Regions from separate parts of the Muntiacus reevesi genome. Here region 1 is linked to region 2. Evidence: chromatin contacts called from public Hi-C data. All regions are on one chromosome and are shown on one strand. Each heading gives the region's core, a stretch centred on a gene start, on an enhancer-like site or on the middle of the called end of the contact. The rest is flanking DNA. Distances are from core to core; before and after follow the strand shown. Region 1 holds the start of PLEKHF2 (pleckstrin homology and FYVE domain containing 2). Region 2 holds the start of TP53INP1 (tumor protein p53 inducible nuclear protein 1).

Region 1 (2,700 bases), core at 192-2,691, 190 kb after region 2:
ACATAGCAATTCCTAACCTCAAAATCTAAAGGGATTTTGAAGGTAAGTCCATCCTTCTTTCCACTGACAGAGGCTGTTCTGTATGCAGAGGGGGAATGAGGTTAAATGAATTTGGGGTATGGTGATGGTTGAGATGAGAGTTCTAGGAACATTTGTACTTGTCTACAGACAACAACAGCTAACACTTGTAGAGGTTTCTGTGATGGTGATTTCCTGTTTTCCTATTTAAAAAATTCATCCTTTCCAGTTTTGTTCTAGTCACCAATTCTTTTAAAAAAAATTTGTTTCTGATATATTCAAACAGAAGAGGAGGGGAGGTGGAAGATCTGGAGAGGGCAGATCCCAGACCAAAAGAAAGCTGGTTGGAACCAAGACCTGCTTTATGTTCCCCAGGTGGGTGCTCTTTTATGTGTGTGGGTTCTGATGGCTCCGATTCAACAACAATCAAAGGTTAAAAAAAAAAAAGTTACTATTTCAAAGAAAAGAAAAGACAAACAAAAATGAAGAAAACAATAAAAAAAAGAAAAATATAAAAGAAAAAGACAAGTATTTTTTCAAAATCTTGATCAACGGGAAAGATAAAATTTACTCAAATCTAATTTCTGCCTATTCACTTCTTGTTTGAAGTGAATAAGCAGTCTTCCCCACCCCCCGCCCCGCCACCAGGCCCCCAGTTCTTGTGGTAACTTAGGCATCTTTTACGTCCCCACGGACCCACCAGCGCACTTAGCTGTGGTATAAATGAAGGGCACGTTCGACCTTATATACTGTATACCCATCATCACTGTATCCCAAGTGTGTGAAGCACATTTGTGGTGTCACAGAAAATTTTGGGAAAGACCAGAATTCTAAGTCAGGGAATAAGGGCATCACTTGAAAGGCTGTGCGGAGTATGTGGGGTATGTGTTTCAAGCGGTAGGATTTTCAGGGCGAGCAAGTGGATGGAACACGTGAGGGGGCAGGAACGGCCGCGCTTCGGGGATGTAGCAAACAGATGTCTACCCGGACGCCTTGGGCAGCTAAATCCAAAGCTTTCATTTCCCGGTTGCGGAAAGTTCCTGAATTCCCCGCAAAGGCCCGTTCGGGGTGACAGGAAAGGGGCCTAGCCATCCTTCCATTTTTATAGCGTCGTTAAGCACTTCACGAGGAGGCGAACCGACCTTTCCAAGGGCTCGCCTGCACCCCGCAGCCCAGGTAAAAGACGTCTCACGTGCAGCCAATCCGCGTCAGGGCGCGCGCCTTCGACTCCGAGCAGAGGAGCCAATCCCGAGCCCCAGCCGCCCAGGCGGGTGTGGCCTCCGCGCTGGCCCCGCCCCCTCGGGCCCGGCGCGCGGGACTGCCCAGGCGGGGCGAGGGAGCAGGCCAGAAAGGGCGGGGAGCGAGCGCTGGGGGTGTGCTCGCGCCCGCGCCCGCGCCCTCGCCCGGCGTGTGGGTGGCGGCGCGCTTCTGCGCGCGCGCGCAGGGGAGAGGCCAGCCCCGGCGGCCGTTGTGGGCTTCGACTAGAGGGGCGGGAGGGTCACCTGCGAGCGTCTGCAACGCCCGCCCGCCCGCCCGCCGCGTCCGGATCGCGCCGGCTGCGCGGGGCCGCTGGCAGCACACCCTGCGAAGCTGGGGCGGGGAAGCAAGGAGGGTCCGTGCGCGGCGCCTGGGACGAGAAGTCGGACCTTCGCCGCTGCGGCCGTCCGCGCCCGGCTGGGTAGGTGAAGCCCGGGCTTGGTCGTCTGGCAGCCCCCCGGCGGGCCGAGAGAAGAGAAGCGAAACTTTCCGGGCGCTTCCCCCCCGCGGTCCCCGGGCCGTCGGCGGCGCGGGGAGGTGTCGTCGTTTCGGGCGGCGGCGGCGGCAGCGGCGGCGGCCGACGCCATGTTGGGGTCTGTGAGAAACGGGGCGCTCCCGGGCGGCTCCCCGCGCCCTGAGGGGGCCGCAGCCGCCCGCCGGAGGGCTCGCGGGCCGCAGGGAGGGCCGCGCGGGTGCTCGTCCGGCCCGCGGGGAGGGGGACCCCGAGGTCCGGCGAGAAGTTGTGAGGGCGTGAAGACTTGGGTGTCCGTCGTGGCCACTGGCGTCTTGGGGTGCCAGCGTCTTTCTGTCCAGAAAGTTTGCAGGGTCTGGGCATCAGGGAGCTTGTAACTTGAACAGCGTCTTTTTATGTGATTTGAGAACTTGAATAGTGTCTTTTTATGTGATTTGAGGCAAAAAAAAAAAAAAAAGGGCACCGCACAATTTGCCCTGATAGAAGAAGGGCTGGCTCTGACGCCTTACTTACTTGGAGTCTTTTAAAGTCGTATGCCAAAGTTTTTCTTTAAAATTTGTGTTTGATGCCGAGAGCTTGCTGTTCATGTGCGCTCTCGCTAAGTTGTAATAGTAACTTGCGAGTGTGCGGTGAAAAGAACGGGTAGTATGAAGGTTACAGATAACCAAGCCCGTCTCTGTAATTCATAGACTCAAGGTTTGTTGTTTTTTTAGTGCGTTACTGAAGAACTTCAGCGAAGAAAGCCAAGACCGTTCACTGAGAGAAAGGCATGTGTTGTTCCTTAAGAATAAGGTGAAGTGATCTTGACGTTGTAAAGTTTTGCCCCTCGTTTGGTTCCGTAAGGGTGCATGCCTCCCGTGTTCTGAGTATTTACATTTTTCTGTACTCTGGTAGCTCATGGGGTCCTCGGGTTAATTCAGTATTAAGGAAGGCTTCTGTTTTTAATCTCTTCG
Region 2 (2,700 bases), core at 178-2,677:
GATAAAGAAAAAAACAAACCAGACCTTAGTCATAGAAATTAGCAAGGTCCTGATTCCAGGCTGGAACCTTCGAAAATTATGCTGCCAGTTCAGGGTTATAGTGACTGTGCCTTAAAAACAAACGCTTCCTACAACTTTTTGCATCTGCAGTGAAAAAGATGTTTCAGTTACCAAGCGATTTCCAGATCTTGGGGCTCCTCATTTCCTCTGTTCAACAACCCCAGGGGACTCTTTCCACTCCCCTTTCTCAAAACTACTTTGCACTCAGAACGGGTTCTTGTCTCAGTGACGGAAAGGGGGAGGCCCTCCTCCTTAATCTCCTCGAAATTAGAATTAACACAGGAGACAATGAGCAGATGTAATTAGGAAATACAATTAAACACACACACACAGAATCCCTACAGAACACACACACACACACACACACACACACACACACACACACACACACACACACACACACACACAATCCCTACAGAAAACTCATCTTCAACTTAAAACACCATTTCCTTCTAACGGGCTGTGTGGTCTTGAGTAAGTTAAGTCCATCTCTCTGGGCCCTCAGGTTTCCTATCTGTAATACAGTCTAACTTCACAGGATTATTGTGGGAATCGAGTTAACGCATGTAAAATCCTCACCGAGTTTGTGGCACACGCTAAGCACCCAATGAGCGTGCATGATCAAAATGATGAGGATTTTAACAACGATGGGAGATAAAGTGCCTACCACAGGTGCAACCTCCACCAGTGATAGGTAAGATCAAAGCAGGAGTCACGGAACCTGCCACCGACGGGCGGGCGAGCGCTGGTCGCGGGGTAGCGGAGCCGCCGCGCGCCGGGAGGGCTGCCCGAGCAGCCGCAAGCCCCGGAGGGCTGCGCCCCGGGGCGGCGGCGGCGGCCGCGCTCGCCCCTCCCGGGCACGGGGCCCCCGACGCCCACTCCCGGGCGGGCAGCCCCAGCCCAACGGCGGAGGGCAGGAGGCCGAGTGAGGAGAGGGCAGAGCAGGTCGGTCCCGCGGCGGCCCCGAGAAAACAGGCCGCGCTCGGGGTGAGGGGAGGCAGAAACCAAACACCCAACCGCCGCCCCGCGCCCGCGCGCACCTCCGGGGCCGCCGAGGTGGTGGGCAGCCGGCCCGCGGCGGCGAGCGGAGAGCGGGGTTGGAGCGCACCGACCGCGGCCCGAGGGGCGACCCGGAGCGAGCGGCCCTGGACGCCGGCCCCGCCCGCACTTACGTGGGCCCGACCCGCGGCCGGACGGGCGGCAAAGGCAGCTGGCGGGGACCCGCGTGCGGGCGGCTGAGGTAGCTGCGGCACCCGGACAGCGGGGCGCGGGGCGCGGGGCCGCTCCAGCCCTCCTGAGGCCGCGCCGCAGGCCGCCGCCGGTGCGTCCCGCTCCTTTTGTTGTTGTGCAGCCTCGGAACAGCTGATCCGCCGCTGCGCCCGCCCGTCGGGCCCGCCCGCCCGGACGCCCCGCCCCAGGGCGGGGCCAGGCCCGGTCCCACCAATCGGAGGCGCGCGGGCCCCGGGGCCGCCCTGCCAGAGGCTGTCACTAACGCACGTGACCTGGCCCCGGGCCGGGCGACGCTCTGGAGCTAGAAACAAGCCCGGGCAACAACGCCCGGGCGCCCAGCGAGCGAGGAGAGAGGGGCCCGCGGAAGGCGGGGGTGCTGGGGGCTGGTCCGAGGGCGAACCAACGCGGAAACCCGCCCCGGAGGGTGAGGACCAAGCAGACCTGGACGCCGAGAGGAAGAACCCTGACCCCAGCTGTCCCTTTGGCCGAGCGTCTGGGGGCACACGGGGACACAGAGTTGCTGTGAGAGGAAAGCTAAGGGCCTCGAGTGTGATGGGAGCCCAAGACGGTGAGGCAGCCCCACCACATCTTGGCCGTCGTGGGAAGGAAGGGCTGGGTCCGGTGGGTACAGGCGTGCCGCCCACCCTACCTCCTTGTTTAAGACCAGGAGCCAGGCGTCCACCTTGCTGTGGTTACTGACCCCGGGAGCTGACTGACCTCGTCTATTGGCTTGGGATGCAAGCCGGCAAGGCAGAAAAGGCCATGAGACCAGACCTTGAAGGCAGAGACGCCAGGAGCCTGGAGGGGCTCTGCTCCAGAAGACAGGAGAACCCGGGGCAAGGAGACAGGGCCCGGTCCAGGCTCTGCTGTGACCCAGGGAGCCGAGGCTTCAGTTCTGGTGTTTACACAGCACAAAACCGTGGGCGTTTACCAGAAGCCTACCTGGTCACCCGGTTATTTATAGTGAGTGGAATGTTAGGGGGCTTGAAAATATTTTTCAAACCAAAGCTCTGTAGGGGTATAGACAGATTCACACTGTTTGGCAAAGACTAAAGTAGTCATTTCGACGTATCTCCACCCTCAGGTGGATTTTGTTTCCACTGAGATGCAGTTCTCCTACCCAGGGTGAAATTTGTACAGAGACCCCTGAACAGGTGTGTCATACATGAAAGATCTGAAAGATTCTAGCCCCCTGACCCTCAGGGGTATCCTGTGGCCAGTCTGTTTCCAGCAGTACTCGTTTTAAAGGGTGTAAAACACAGGACTGTCTGACACCCGGGAGTAATAACCAAAATTCAGGGGCCACTTGACTTTTTTTGTCAAGACAGATCAAGGCATTAACTTGGATTTTGGCAAATCAGGCTCATCCTCATATTTTCTCTTTATTGTCATTGCTAATGTTACATGCCC

Evidence for each region. A called contact is a pair of places that touch in the nucleus more often than the background predicts.
Region 1: a Hi-C map of muscle shows a contact between it and region 2, with 2.4 times the contacts expected there. The contact joins the promoter of PLEKHF2 here to the promoter of TP53INP1 in region 2. A contact is called at or near these places in 2 of 3 Hi-C or Micro-C datasets (blood and muscle).

The regions. Positions count from the first base shown.
Region 1 is chr12:11,997,358-12,000,057 of mMunRee1.1, forward strand. It overlaps PLEKHF2 (pleckstrin homology and FYVE domain containing 2), which reads left to right and starts at 1,442. Exons shown (of 2, transcript XM_065902880.1): 1 at 1,442-1,696.
Region 2 is chr12:11,803,236-11,805,935 of mMunRee1.1, forward strand. It overlaps TP53INP1 (tumor protein p53 inducible nuclear protein 1), which reads right to left and starts at 1,428. Exons shown (of 4, transcript XM_065903475.1): 1 at 1,233-1,428.